Linked DNA regions of Mus musculus: region 2 is linked to region 1. A link is a contact called in public HiChIP or PLAC-seq data. All regions are on one chromosome and are shown on one strand. Each heading gives the region's core, a stretch centred on a gene start, on an enhancer-like site or on the middle of the called end of the contact. The rest is flanking DNA. Distances are from core to core; before and after follow the strand shown. Region 1 holds the start of Mfsd14a (major facilitator superfamily domain containing 14A). Region 2 has its middle 26 kb from the start of Gm40125.

Evidence for each region. HiChIP or PLAC-seq counts read pairs in DNA pulled down with a chosen protein or histone mark.
Region 2: an H3K27ac HiChIP or PLAC-seq map of microglia shows a contact between it and region 1, with 5 times the contacts expected there. The contact joins the enhancer-like site here to the promoter of Mfsd14a in region 1. A contact is called at or near these places in 1 of 39 promoter capture datasets (the C10 cell line), 4 of 115 datasets of contacts at active chromatin or transcription factors (bone marrow-derived macrophages, embryonic stem cells, memory CD8 T cells and 1 more) and 2 of 9 other capture datasets (adipose tissue and pancreatic islet).

The regions. Positions count from the first base shown.
Region 1 is chr3:116,661,282-116,664,289 of GRCm38.p6, forward strand. It overlaps Mfsd14a (major facilitator superfamily domain containing 14A), which reads right to left and starts at 1,396. Exons shown (of 12, transcript NM_008246.2): 1 at 1,114-1,396. The coding sequence starts at 1,197.
Region 2 is chr3:116,448,891-116,451,959 of GRCm38.p6, forward strand. No RefSeq gene overlaps it. Among named protein-coding and RNA genes, the nearest start is that of Gm40125, 26 kb to the left of the region's middle. Within about 2 kb of position 1,806, at least 23 of the 459 cell types and tissues checked have an H3K27ac peak or open chromatin away from gene starts, as enhancers often do. A contact at or near this core is called in bone marrow-derived macrophages and microglia, where this site is marked.

The DNA.
Region 1 (3,008 bases), core at 146-2,645:
AAAGTAATACTTTGATCAGGTACAGTAAGAAAATCTGGAAAGCTCTGAACCCTCTTTTTTCACTAAAAGTCAAAGCTATGACAACTAATAAATCTGACAGTTAACTGAACATATTCCGAAATCGTTCCATATGTCCCAAGCTTTCTAAATGATGGCAGTTGGACTAGGCCATGTTCTCAAATGTCAAAAGAAAGTTGTCATTTATTTCAAACTGATTTCAGCAAATCCTCCGCGGTGGCCTACTTACATATTTAGTGCTTTGCTAGCATTGATCAAGGCTCCATTAAACTACAAACAAATGGAAAGAAACAATGTCTGCAACTTCACCACAGAGACACATCTTACTTTTCCATTCTATTTCGGAACGCGATACCAAAGGAGTCAGCAAAGATCAGAGTGTAACGCTACAAACACACAGCACAACAAAAGTGTACGTTTGTTTTCCAATGACAAATCCTATATCGACGTCTGGTAGCACACTGCACAGTGCATAAAGTTTTCTGCGAGTAACGACTGTCTAAAAGGCACATTTTTAGCCTCAGTCCGCCTGCCAGAATCTGTCTCCGATCCTCACGCCATGACCAATTCTAAAGACTTATTTTGAGGCACAAGGTGAAGATTTCTCTAACGGAGAGGGCCCCAGGGAAGGTCAGGCTTCCGACGCCGGGAGAGGGGACGAGCCCACTCCCCGACAAGGTAGCCGAACAGCTCCAAGCCGCTGCTCCGGCTCCCGGCGACCGCGATGGGACAACGCACGTACCCTGGCCCAGCGGGCCGCGGCGGCGGCCACCCGCCACAGCATACGGAGCGCAAGGCTGCCCAGCCTCCCCGCGCGCCGCGCTGGGCCTGGCGAGGCTGCGGAGGGGCCGCCGCCTCCTCCCCGAGGCCGGGCGCACGTGGGCCGAGGCCGCAGGCTCCGAGACGCAGTGCCCCGCCGGAGGTACCAGCAGCGTCCAGGGGAGCCAGGCCGCGGAGGCCGCAGGCCGAGACCGCGGCAGCGCCGGCGGCACGGAAGGGCAGGGCGCTCTCGGCCCAGCGAAGGCGGAAGCGGGGGGAAGAGCGAGCCGGGCCCGCACCCGGGCCGTCCTGCGGCGCGGAACCAGCAGCACTCACCGTGCCTCCGTCCTTAATGATGATCTTTTTGGCCAGCATGATACTGCGGTTCGCGGCCCGTTTCTTTTTCTTCCCCTGGGTCATTTTACCATCCTCGACTCCCGGCGCTGCAGCAGCCACTCAGGGGGCGGGCGGCCCCAGCGGCGAGTGCGGTCCCGCCACTACTGCCGGGCCGAGCCGCTCAGGGCGCACGCCGCCATCTTGAGGGCCCGGCCTGCCTCGGGCGGCGCGTCACATCGTGCGATCGGCTGAGTCGCTCGCCACGCCCCCGTGACGCAGCCACGCCCCCGCAGTGCGGGCACGCCCCTCCAACCCTGCAATAGCGGAGGACTGGGAGGTGCCGCGGGAGCGGGTGGAGCCAGGTGCTTTGGCTGCCTAGCTTTTGCCCTCTAAGGCGCTGAGCGATGGCTATTTTAACAGTTTTTCCTTCACAGATGAACTCAAGTTCCGAAAAGTTTTTACCTACTCAAATCTGACAAATAGTTTCTCAGATGCTCAGGCGTCCCAGGCTAATAGCATCCGCATCAAATGCATCCCCACCAAAACAGAATTGAAGGGGACAACGGGAAAGTTTTCCAGGAATGGTCAGTAGCAGGTAGAGGAGTTTTAGCTGTTGATCTGATGCCCAGCTAGGTCATGCTGGCTTACATACCCCCACGTACCAGTACATTCTCTCCCAGTGTAAACTAGATGCCATACTTTATAGGCTTTTAAAAATTGGTTTGACTAGAAGACTGGTAGAAAGAGCAGACAGGTGGAATATGAAATGTGATATTAACAGTACTGACATTTACTTTGAGGCAGCACATTATGTAGACCAGGCTGGCCTCAAACTGAGAGATCTCCCTGACTACCTCCCATATTGTGATCAAAGTCATGTGCCACCATGTCTAGCAAAGTCTTCATTTTGGTAACTGTTGGAAAACTTTCCTTTAAATATACCTTCAGTGCTAGGTATGAACGAGCACAACACATGCTTTCCCCCATCAAACTGTTCGATAAAGGGGAACTGGAAACAAACCAAACTGTGGCAACAGCGATCCTGGATGTGGTGGCTCTAAGTAAGATAAATGTTCCCAAACTCAGTGATATTCCTCCCTGGGAGAAGTGGAAGGGGCTCCCTCCCTCTCCTGGCTTGTGGCCTGGTTAGTGATGGATGACCTTGTTTTAACAGGGCAAAGCAGAAATGACAGCACTGACTTTAGAGGAGAGGTCATAAAAGGTACTGTATGTTTTTGCTAGGCTCTTCATTTACTCCAGTCAGGGGTTGCCGATTGTTATGCCATAATACCAGAGGAACTATGGAGAGGTGCTGCCGTTGAGCTGAAATCTCCTTCAAAGCTTTGTGGATTATCTTGGAACGAGATCCTCTATGCCTGGTCAAGCCTTGAGCTGACTGCAAACTTTATGAGACCTTCAGCTATGAATACCCAGCTTAGCCACATTACTGGGATGGGGCTGTAGCTGGTTCTTTTGGAGTGCTTTTCCTGTAAGCATAGGGCTGCGGATTCTATCACCAACAATCAGTGAACCCAGCATAGAAGTGGATGCCTAGATCCTGGCATGAAGGAGAATCAGGAATTCAAGGACAAATCTGAGAGCAGCCTGGGTGTGGGTGGATTCTTCAGGCCACTGAACATCAGGCTATTTATTACATGGCCTAAGTAACTATTAGACAAGGTAAAGGAGAAAGCAGGGGGCACACATGTGAGGGTTACTGTAGCTTTTCTGTAAATTTCAAAATAAAATGTTAAAAATAAACCTGGTTGGATGTTCTGTTTCTTCTACTTGCATGCTGACAAGAAATGGAAAATAAGCCAGTTTTCATGGATGGGGAAAGAAAAGCATCTTGGGTGGTAAGGATTTTCATCATACTTACTTTAAAAATAAAATTC
Region 2 (3,069 bases), core at 556-3,055, 210 kb before region 1:
GGCATCAATAATTCTTCATTGTGTATGTGGGAGGGGGCTGTCCTGCATACCGTAGGGTGGCTAGTGCCATCCCCGACGTACAGCCATCATATCACCTCTTTGCAACTGAAACAAAACATCCTCAGACATTGCAGAGGGTCTCAGACCAGCAGGAGCAGTCCATTTTGAGAATCTCTATAGAAAACAGTTAGTAGCTGCTTTGAAGAACATGTCAACTTTGTCATATCAGTCTTCCTAATTGCCCAGTTAGTGATTTCCTCTCTATAGCTAAATAATACATTTTGCACACCAAAATGTGTTTTTAAATTACTTCTTCCTTTCTCATGAGTACAATACTATGAAGATAAACAGTATCTGTAAGGCTGGCATCCATGAACCCCTCAGTGCTGGGCACATGACAGAGAAGTGGATAGGTGTGCATACATTTGAGCATTTTCAGTGGACGGACAGACAGATGGATGAATGGTGTCCTATTAGATTCAGCCATCACCTTGACACAGACCTGAAGTCATCTGGGAACCTCAACTGGAGAACTCACCAGATCAGAGTGATCCCTGGCATGGGGTGTTTTCTTAACTGCTAGCTGATGTAGGAGGGTCCAGCTCACTTCTGGCAATGTCATGTCTAGACAGGTGGGCCTGGCCTGTAGAAGAAAAATGGCTAAGCAAACCAGAGGGAGCAAGCAAGCTAGTAAGCAGCATCTCTCTATTTCAGTTCCGACCTGGAGGTTCCTGTCGTGAGTTCCTCCCTTGGTTTCCCTCAGTGATGGAAATGTAATATGAAATAATAAGCCCTTTCCTCCCCAAGTTGCTTTTCAGTTATAGTGTTCTTCAAAGCAACAAAAAGGTAGCTAGGACAGATGGACACATATTTGAGCATTTTTCAGATGGATGTGTATGTATGTATGTATGTATGTATGTATGTATGTATGTATGTATGTGTGTGTGTATATGTGCATGTATGTGTGTGTATGTGACTATGTATGTGTGTGCATGTATATATGTGTGCATATGGATGGATGGATGGATGGATGGATGGATGGATACACCTTCGACTATTTTCACTCTGTTAAACTATTGTGGTCAGCATTTGAGTTTTCTCTTTGACTCCAGTCTACTCGTGAAAGAGAGAAGTCAGACTACACACCTGCTCAGAGACACAAAGAAACATAGCCAGCTGGCCCAGCACAGGGGAACGTGGAGAGGACGACAAGGCAGGAGTCCCCAGCCACAGATCTTCGGGGTAAGGAGCCACAGATTGTCTCCAGGAAACTGGGTCAAGGTGCCAGCTAGGGTCAGAACAAAAAAGGAGTAGGGACTGGGAACATGAAGTGGCTCAGAAAACTCCCACAGTCAGGCAGGTGGGCATCTGGGTGTTCCAGATGATGTGTGTGTGATATGATCAAGATGGAATGAAACACGCTGTCTGAATTAACCCTGCCAACTTAGCATCTGTGACAGTTTAGCCAATATTGTCCCGGTTAGAGATAAATAGGATACGTAAAGTGTTTCCTTTCCTTATGGCCCACTAATTGAAAGTATTTCATTACGTGAAGCACAACATAAAAACACAACAAAATAACACAGGGTTCGTGTCCTTCAGCAAACACTCATCAAGTGAACGCCACTTTATCAAGTGAACATCACTTCAGCCATCTCCATATGAACCAGAGACTGATGCAACTGCGCCCGGTGATTACGCGGCGAGGTTTCCAAAGCACACAAGTGGGGGTTCTTAAATCCCTAGCTATTGCTACTGAGATACAAATGGGTAAACAAACACAGGTCTCCTGAGTCATGTCATGGACACTCACTGTTTCCTTCATACCTAAAGCACAGATTAACTATCCACTAATTTTGTATTATTCAATTAGGACTTATTTCCTTTTTATTTTATGCCCATTATTGGGAAATTTTTTGTAGAAACTATGATGCTATTAAAACATATAGCTTCTTAGGAGAAGTTTCTTCCGGGGGTGATGTATCAGGCAAGGCTGTGTATAGTTCCCCTAAGTTGCTGAGTGTTTGGCGAGGTGGGAGGGGGAGGAGGATGCACACAGATCCCTTTTCACTTCCGCCCACAAGCCTAGACCAGTCTTGGAACTTAAGTCTAGGAGCTCACTTAAGTTCTACTTTTATGCCTGGCCATGACTTTCTACACTGCTTCTTATTGCTCTGGGCCTGATTTATAGGTTACTATTTTAAAGTCTGTGTTTGTTATTACAGTGACCTCACATACTTACAATAAGGCAAGATATGAACAAAAATGAAATAAAACAATGACCAAAACATTTTATATAATCCTGTAAAAAAAAAAAGAAAAGAAAAGAAAAGAAAAGAAAAGAGACAAGATCAGTCTATGTCAAATACTATATGGGAAAGAAGCGTTAGGAAAGCCGGGTATGGTGGCGCACGCCTTTAATCCCAGCACTTGGGAGGCAGAGGCAGGCGGATTTCTGATTTCGAGGCCAGCCTGGTCTACAAAGTGAGTTCCAGGACAGCCAGAGTAATACAGAGAAACCCTGTCTCGAAAAACCAAAAAACCAAAAAACCAAAAAACAAAAAACAAAAAACAAAAAACAAAAACAAACAAACAAACAAACAAAAAAAAAAACAAAAAAGAAGAAGAAGAAGCGTTAGGAAGCTCAGAGCAAGGTTCATTCATTTGTTCATTTCTTTGCTTACTTTAAGTTTGAGAGCTTTCGGATTTTGAGAATTGCTGGTACAGAAACAAAACAAAACAAAACAAAAAACATAGCACTCAACTAGGAAGTAACCCAGTGGTAGAGCATTTCCCCAGTGTCCCCAAAAGCCTAGCTTTGCTCGCCAGCCCTGAACCAGCAAAGCAAGCACTCTTTAGAAGGTGAATGAGCTTGGCTTTATCACTTAGCAGCTTCCCCGGTACATGCTCACCTATGCAGGATTATAATGAGAAGATGCTATGAGAAAAGATACAGGAAGGCCGGGTGAGGTAGAGTCAAGGAATTTATCGTTTATAGACAAGGTCTGAATCCCCCAGGGTAGGTTTTATCATTTCTTTGCCAAACATGGAGGGAGACCATCCACTTCC